2 separate regions of the Danio rerio genome follow, and region 2 is linked to region 1. Evidence: chromatin contacts called from public HiChIP or PLAC-seq data. All regions are on one chromosome and are shown on one strand. Each heading gives the region's core, a stretch centred on a gene start, on an enhancer-like site or on the middle of the called end of the contact. The rest is flanking DNA. Distances are from core to core; before and after follow the strand shown.

Region 1 (3,686 bases), core at 181-2,680:
GATTTCACTATTTAGAATTTACAAAGAACATTTTTTGTAAAATAATATTATAGAGGACAAAGTCTAAAGGTTTAAACATAACCAACTTTACCCCAATAAACTGCTTTTGATTTTTGAAGTTATTTATTATAGTTTTTTTTTTTTTTACCCATTTCATTTTTTTTAAGTCTTCCCATGAAATATAGTGTCAAGTACCAGTCAAGTTAATCTCAAATATACTCAAGTACACGTAATTGTTGAGCAAATTTTCATGATTTTTCCAAAACATTCTGGGTTTATGTGTTTTTCCAAAACTTTTCCAGGCCCGGAGAAGGCCTTTTTGAAATTTCATGACTTTTCCAGGACTGTATGAACCCTGCTAACTATACCTCAATACGAAAACATACGTTTGTTAGTCTAACGTTAATAAACAGGACAGAGGTAAAGTTGGTTTTATTCGCACATTCAGACTTCCCCTTTAATAATATCATTTCATAAAAGTATTATTTGCAAATTCTAAATTGCAAAAACATATTAGCAGCCAATGACTATCAATCATTGTTCACAGTCAATTAAGTGTTAATGTTGTTTTCAAGTCACACATGTAACGTTATGCTAATTCCGATCGAATATTCAGAGTCACATGGTAAACAATACAGATACTTCTAAATGAACCACTGTGCGAATATAAAACCAACTTTACCTCTATGTAAACTAGGGAAATTAAATGTTTATACTTTTTACATTTAAACCATATTCTTAAATCATTAAGTAGCAAACTATATGCAAAGCAGATGTAATTTAGGCAAAGACTTGCTCTCATGTAATGCACAGAATACATCAAATTAGCATATAAACACTGGTCATCAAAGCAACCAAAGCCATCATCATGATGCTCCTGTAGGCCGCGCGGTTACACACAGAGCTTCCGCAGAAACTCTGTTTACACCATCAAAACCAACTGCAGGTTAATATTCCTCAAGTCATTCTCAAGTGAAACACAAACAAATAATCTAATTTCTGGTTTACTGAAATAAAGTTTGACGCTTAGCATTGAACCAAACGGTAAGCAACGCAACCACAGTCGAGCATAATAATAGAGTATATTCTCAATTTAACACTATAGAAACCATTTTAAACGGATTCAATGTTGACGCTTTAAATAAACGAGCAAATTCTGCGTTCAGACTTTAAAACTAAAGCCCTCGGTTTATGCGCGGCTGCTTCTTTGTTCTCCTCGCGCCTTACCGGGTAACCGGGCATCGGTGATCGGTACATGTGGTTCTGCGGGCCGCCTGGTCCCATCCTTCCTGAGGGTGTACCGGGACCCATACCGGGTCCTGCTCCGGCTACCGGCGGCCCGGGTCCCATCGGGGCTCCGCCGCCACCGGGTGTCGAAGGCTGAAAACCACTCCGCGCCGCCATCTTCTTCTCCGCGAGCCGCAAACAGACAGAGAACCACCGGTGAGACTTGAAACTAGTATCGCGAGAATTGAAGAGCACAGGCGTTCAGAGCTGAGGTAGAGTCTCGCGAGGTGTGAAGAGACGTCGCGCTTGCGCTGACGATGAGAAGGGTAATCCTGCACAACTGGAGTGGCTGCACTCTCAGGACCGCATTTTTAGGACCGCATCTTTAGGACCCTAGTTTTTTGTGACAGCGTTACCTGTCGGATTGGATCATGGATGCGCTAATGGACGACACGGATGACAAGGAAAGTGTAAGTACCGATTTTTCTATTAAGTTTTATTTTAAACTGTTAAAGTATGTGTTTATTTTGTAATGCTGCTGTTTTATACTGTGAGTTTATGCAGAAATGCCAGATTAGCCTGCATGATTTACCCCACTTTTAAGGGTCTGGGACAAAAATGTTACGTGACGATTTTTTTTCCAGAAGAAGAATAAAATATTATAATAATAAATATGGATAATTTTACACAGCCAGAGTGAGAGCTGCTATAACTGTTAATAATTTTCTAGAGTTCGTTTTCTAGTTTGATTATACGTCGTTCGTAACTCGTGACCATGGTTTAATGAAACATTGTTGATTTAATGGCTTGTTGACTTAACGGCTAATGTGCTTAGTGACATGCATTAAACTAAGATGGTAAAAGCACGTTTGATGTAAGAGTTTTAGATTTATCTATATTTTACTGAATTCGTGTTATTCGTTGTATTACATTAGCACATTAAAAATTGTGCTGACTGCCTGTTTGCCCCACAATACTGTATGTGTTATTAGCCTGATGTTTTGTCATCGTTTTACAGTGATGAATGAGATTCTGAAAGTTAGGCTTATTCTGCAGGTCTTAACCATATAGAGTCTCATATCTTTAATTTATATCAGGTATGTTTTACCTGGCGAAAAAGAAGTGATGGCCAATATGATTGGATTGCTTAGGCTCATTGTAGGAGGAAAAGAAAACAAACTACAGGAATATTTTCATTGAGGTTATCTCAAACTGTTGAGTAACACTTTATAACATCTGCATACTATAAATAAATAATTATTAAGCATTTAATAACTAGTTAATTTATTAATATTTTATTTGTTTAGCATTAACTCTACATTTAATAGACATTGATAAGCAGTTTATAAATACAGTTACAAATGCTAGCTGTGTTCTTGAGTTTATAGCATATCTATGATGAAGTGCAGATTATCTGTGGTGTTCATTTTCCAGAGGAATGTCTGGCCAAATAAGTATATAAACTGCATGCTGGGTGCTACTCATTTATGAATCCATGTAAAATGATTTGCTGTTCTGTGGTGGTATTTTAGTTCATATTTAATGATTTTTTTTTCAAAGGCCATCGTACATCCTCTGGGTGTCTTGAGGAGCTGGTCTTTGGATGATGCTGAGCAGGTCTTTCTTTCTGGTAAAGATTATCATTACAGGTCAGAATATGGTTAATTTTGCACAATGCTCAAAGAGCCTTTTTGTTACTGGTATATATGTTAACTCAACAGTGGATTTGCTTTTTTTAGTGTTTGGACTTTCAGCAGTGAATACTAAACCACACTGAACTGAACTGAATTTAATAAATGTTAAGCTGCTTTGACACAATCTACATTGTAAAAGTGCTTTAGAAATAAAGATAAAATTAATTGAAATTGAATTGAATATTCAACACATTTCCATTTTTCTCAGAAAACATATTTATAAAGGTGCTGTTGACTTGAAATTTTCACCAGATGTTGATAACAATTTGTAAAGTAATTAGATTTGTTTTCTATTCATATATATTTTTTCTTTGGTTTTCAGGTCAATAGCACCTTTAGAAATATGTTTTCTGAGAAAAATGGGAACTTGTTGAATACTTATTTACCCCAGTGTGTATGTATATATATATGTATGTATGTGTGTGTGTGTGTGTGTGTGTGTGTGTGTGTGTGTGTGTATTTATATGTATGTATTTATGTATGTATATATGTATGTATATGTGTGTATATATATATATACTTGAACTTTCTTCTTCACTCTCATTCACAGGAGCTAAAGTCTACAGCCAGTCTGAATGCAGCAACTGAATAAACAGTGGAGTCATTTTTGTGGTTGAATTGCATTAATAAAAATAAAAGTGTGGATATTTATATAAATGTACATTCTTGAATCTTCCTTGCGTCTTGTCTCTCTAAAACCTTTACAACCTGGTTTTAAATTAGTAACTGCAAATGCTGATCCCATTTGATTTCAATTTATTTTCC
Region 2 (3,721 bases), core at 825-3,324, 450 kb after region 1:
ATATGTAGTAATATCCTTCCATAATTTTTCTTATTACATATGTAGATAAAATTATATAATATATAGTTGTTTTCTTTTTTATACTAAAAATATCAAGACATCTTTTTTTTTTTTTTTTTTTTCTTTACCAATATGCTAATTCAATGGCTAAAATATTTTAATATATTTCACATTGTTTATTTAGATCCTCATTAGCCACTAGTAACATAGTGGCTATTTATCATCGGGTCCAACAAATAAAGAAACATATTTATATTAAATTATAATCAAAACAAATCAGAGTCCTTTTACTAAATCAAATTCAGACATTTTTATATCGCAAAGAATATTTAGAATATTTATTTCAGTCCGTTTGTGATATTTTTTTAGCAGTGATTGTTTTGAAAGAGAATAATGACACCAGATAATATCAATTCCCATAGAGAGGAAACGAGACCAATAATGAGGTAATAAACATGAGATGAAGATGCAAAGTGAAACCGAAAGTGGAAAAGAATAATAAGACATCGCGCACTTACCGAGCATTATTAGAAAAGACAGAAACATTTTGGATTTATTGTTCATACTGGTGAAGATTTGTAAAAGTTTGTCTCTGAACCACACCCGCCCGATGAGCAAGCAGCGTAGCGGAGGAAACTAGCGGTGTCCTTCTTTTACAGGGGAAAAGAAACCTGAAACACACCACAGTGCCACCTGTTGTTTGCATCAAACACACTTGTTTCAGCAGTCCTCAACATTTGTGAGTTCTCCGAATACATGTTAAACACTTGAACTGAAAAAAAAATAGTAATAATAAATAATAAATAATAAATAAATAGTAATAAATAAATAAATAAATAAATAAATAAATAAATAAATAAAAGAAACATAAATGAATAAATAAATGTCCCAAACAGACTGGAAACTAAACCTTCTGGGTTTAGTAGAAGTAGTTACAATTCGCACACACTGTTTCCTCACGTAGTTCCGAGAGTCAGGTGCCATAACACATCCCAGCAAACACCTTAATGTCAAACTGAAATCAAAAAAATCAAAAGTGCATATCGATTTCATGCCAATTGATCTTGATGTCGAAACCAAAACAACATGAAATGGACATCTAACATTGTCATCAACAATTCGAGTACAGGAAAGCCCTCTTATCAATTTTTGGAGCGTTTTTTATGTGAAATGTCAATTTGACATCAAGCTAACATGTATTGTAGAGATACATCATCCACTTTAAATTTGTAATTAAAGATGAAAAATGGTACTTATTTACCTATATATTTACCTTTATTATCTATTTGTGTTGTTATTTTGGTGGTCAAAAGAAAATCAATGTGTGGAAGTCAAATAGATGTCAAGGCTTTGACATCAAAACGATTTTCACTTGACGACTTAAAAACTCAAAGAAAACATGTTCACTTATTTAACAAGAAATAAAGCAGTTTTAAATAATGTAAAATGTACTATTATTGAAGCTTAAATGTTCATAAAGAATGATATATAGATATCCAGCGCATCCTAACAGAACTTAACTGGAATTGAAAGCTTTATGACATGGCTGTTATCCAGCTGAAAGTAAGATGGATTCACTTTAGTCATGAAGGCAAGAGCAACAAAAAGGTGCATTCGAGTCATGTCAGATAAATTCACAAATTTAATCCCTAAACACCACCACAAACTCAGTATTATAGTACAAAACTCTAAATTGTCTTTAAATCCAGAGTTTCCAAGTTGAGGTCATATCAGTAAGAAATATGGCTGAATCACCGATTCACTCTCATACAAAACATCCAAAGTGTGGTGGGAAAATAATCACCAACGCTGGCAGCCTGAACTGTGAAAACAAGGCAGAATGGTTACATGTTAAATCTGGCAAACTCTGGTGGTATGGTGATTAGAAAAGGCAGTTCAAGGAAATTGTTTTGACCCTTGAGCTAGATAAACAAGTTTATTTTGCCCTGTTTTGGCACATTGGCCTTGACAGTGGTGAAATCTGTGTGATTCAGACACCTGTGGGCATCAGACAACCTGTTCTATTCAGCGCTGCGGAAGTCTGTGGGTATATATGTGTGATGGCAGTGTGCTGAAAGTTTAGACAGACAGCAAACATGCTGAGGATCCTGTTGTTGAGTGTGCTGGCCGCTATAGGTGAGATGTTTCTCTCCATTAGCTGAGAAATGAACTGTATGCATTTACATATGTTAAAAAATACTAAGGTTCTAATGAAAAAGTTACAACCCTAACATGTCTATTTGTGTTTTTCTGTCCAGGGCTGACTGAGCCCAGATATCTGGAGGATCTGGCCATTGAGGAAAGGGTTATTGGTGGAGAGATCGCAAAACCCCACTCTTGGCCATGGCAGGTACTATATTTTTCACAATAAAAAACTTAAATCTCAACCCTCTTTTTCTAACTAGCTTCCTGCAACTAAAAGGAGAGGGGTCTGGCTGCAGACTCGGTGCAATGCAATCTGAGCTGCATCCAATTCTTTTTAATGGGCTCACCTAACCCCACCCCTAACCGTCACAGTGACGTCACTCACTCCATTGAGTGCATTTTGTCTGACATTGCATCAATGAGTGATGCAATCTCAGCTTGCATCATAAAGGCTGCATCCAGATACTATTGACTAAAAGAACAAGTTTTATCCTGTTTAAAAGAACCTATAGAGTGTGTATATTAAGTTTCAGCTCATAGTACCCCACAAATAATGTTTTACACCTCTTTGAAACTCACCATTTTGGGTTTTGATCCTATAATCTTGTCGTTTTGGTGACTGTCGCTTCAAATTCAATTAAAAAACAATGAGATTGTGCGCTTTCCAAAAGAGGGCGGAACTACAAATGCTAACATGTTAGCATAGTGACAGATTCAAAAACAAGATTGAGGTCCTCCGGGTGTCCACACTCGGAGGGCTGGTGTCCTGCAAAGTTTAGTTCCAATCAGACACACCTGGTCTATAGCTAATCAAGCTCCTACTAGGCTTTCTAGAAACATCCTTGCCGGTGTGTTGGAGCATGTTAGAGCTAAAATCTGCTGGACACTGGCCTTCCAGGACCGTGTTTGGATTCACGTCATGGGCAGGGCTTCCGTCTGCCCGGTGACTCAAGCTTCATTGCTAGAGTGACCAGGCAGTGCACCCAGGTCTGTGAGTACAGAGGCTTAACCTGAATGATGGAAGTTTTCAGCGGTGCTTACGAACAAGCTGAGCCCAGTTTGATCAACAGTTATCTGAGGATTTCCCCCCGGGACACCAACAACAGGTGCTACGTCATAAGCAAGCCTAAGTGAAAGCTCCTGATAGACCTGTTATGCAAAAACCGGAAGTACGTCAACAACGTGTAAACCTAGTTCCGGTAGGAGTTTTTTGGCGAAGAAAAGGCAGCTAGAGTGTTTTCGGCGAGCCCGAGTTGTCTTCCGAAGTTAATTAAATAAGTTATTAAATACATGCAATTAAAATAGGGGAGAGCGGGGTAGAACCTAACACAGGGCCAGTTGTAACACACTTGTTTTAAATACTTCCACACATGCTAGTATGATAAAACTTCGTGTATTTACTAGATGTCACAACAATAAATTGTTTCATTATTAAAAAAAAAAAATATTTTATTTTATTAGTTGAGCTTCTTGAACAGCTTATATTATTAACATTAATTTGTTCAGGTAGATATGCATAACGGTACACACAGGTGACTAGCGTTAACTAAATACACTATGAACAATCTTAACTGCA

What was found. HiChIP or PLAC-seq counts read pairs in DNA pulled down with a chosen protein or histone mark.
Region 2: an H3K4me3 HiChIP or PLAC-seq map of embryo shows a contact between it and region 1, with 5 times the contacts expected there. The contact joins the promoter of cela1.1 here to the promoter of smarcd1 in region 1. A contact is called at or near these places in 2 of 4 datasets of contacts at active chromatin or transcription factors (caudal fin and embryo).

The regions. Positions count from the first base shown.
Region 1 is chr22:7,415,565-7,419,250 of GRCz12tu, forward strand. smarcd1 (SWI/SNF related BAF chromatin remodeling complex subunit D1) reads right to left here and starts at 1,431. Exons shown (of 13, transcript NM_198358.1): 1 at 1,228-1,431. The coding sequence starts at 1,404. LOC137495449 (a long non-coding RNA gene) reads left to right here and starts at 1,654. Exons shown (of 3, transcript XR_011015257.1): 1 at 1,654-1,697; 2 at 2,788-2,876; 3 at 3,472-3,582.
Region 2 is chr22:7,864,021-7,867,741 of GRCz12tu, forward strand. It overlaps cela1.1 (chymotrypsin like elastase family member 1, tandem duplicate 1), which reads left to right and starts at 2,075. Exons shown (of 8, transcript NM_001025474.4): 1 at 2,075-2,136; 2 at 2,259-2,350. The coding sequence starts at 2,097. It overlaps LOC100151078 (novel protein similar to vertebrate amiloride-sensitive cation channel 2 neuronal (ACCN2)), which reads right to left and starts at 628. Exons shown (of 9, transcript XM_068216422.2): 1 at 519-628. The coding sequence starts at 564.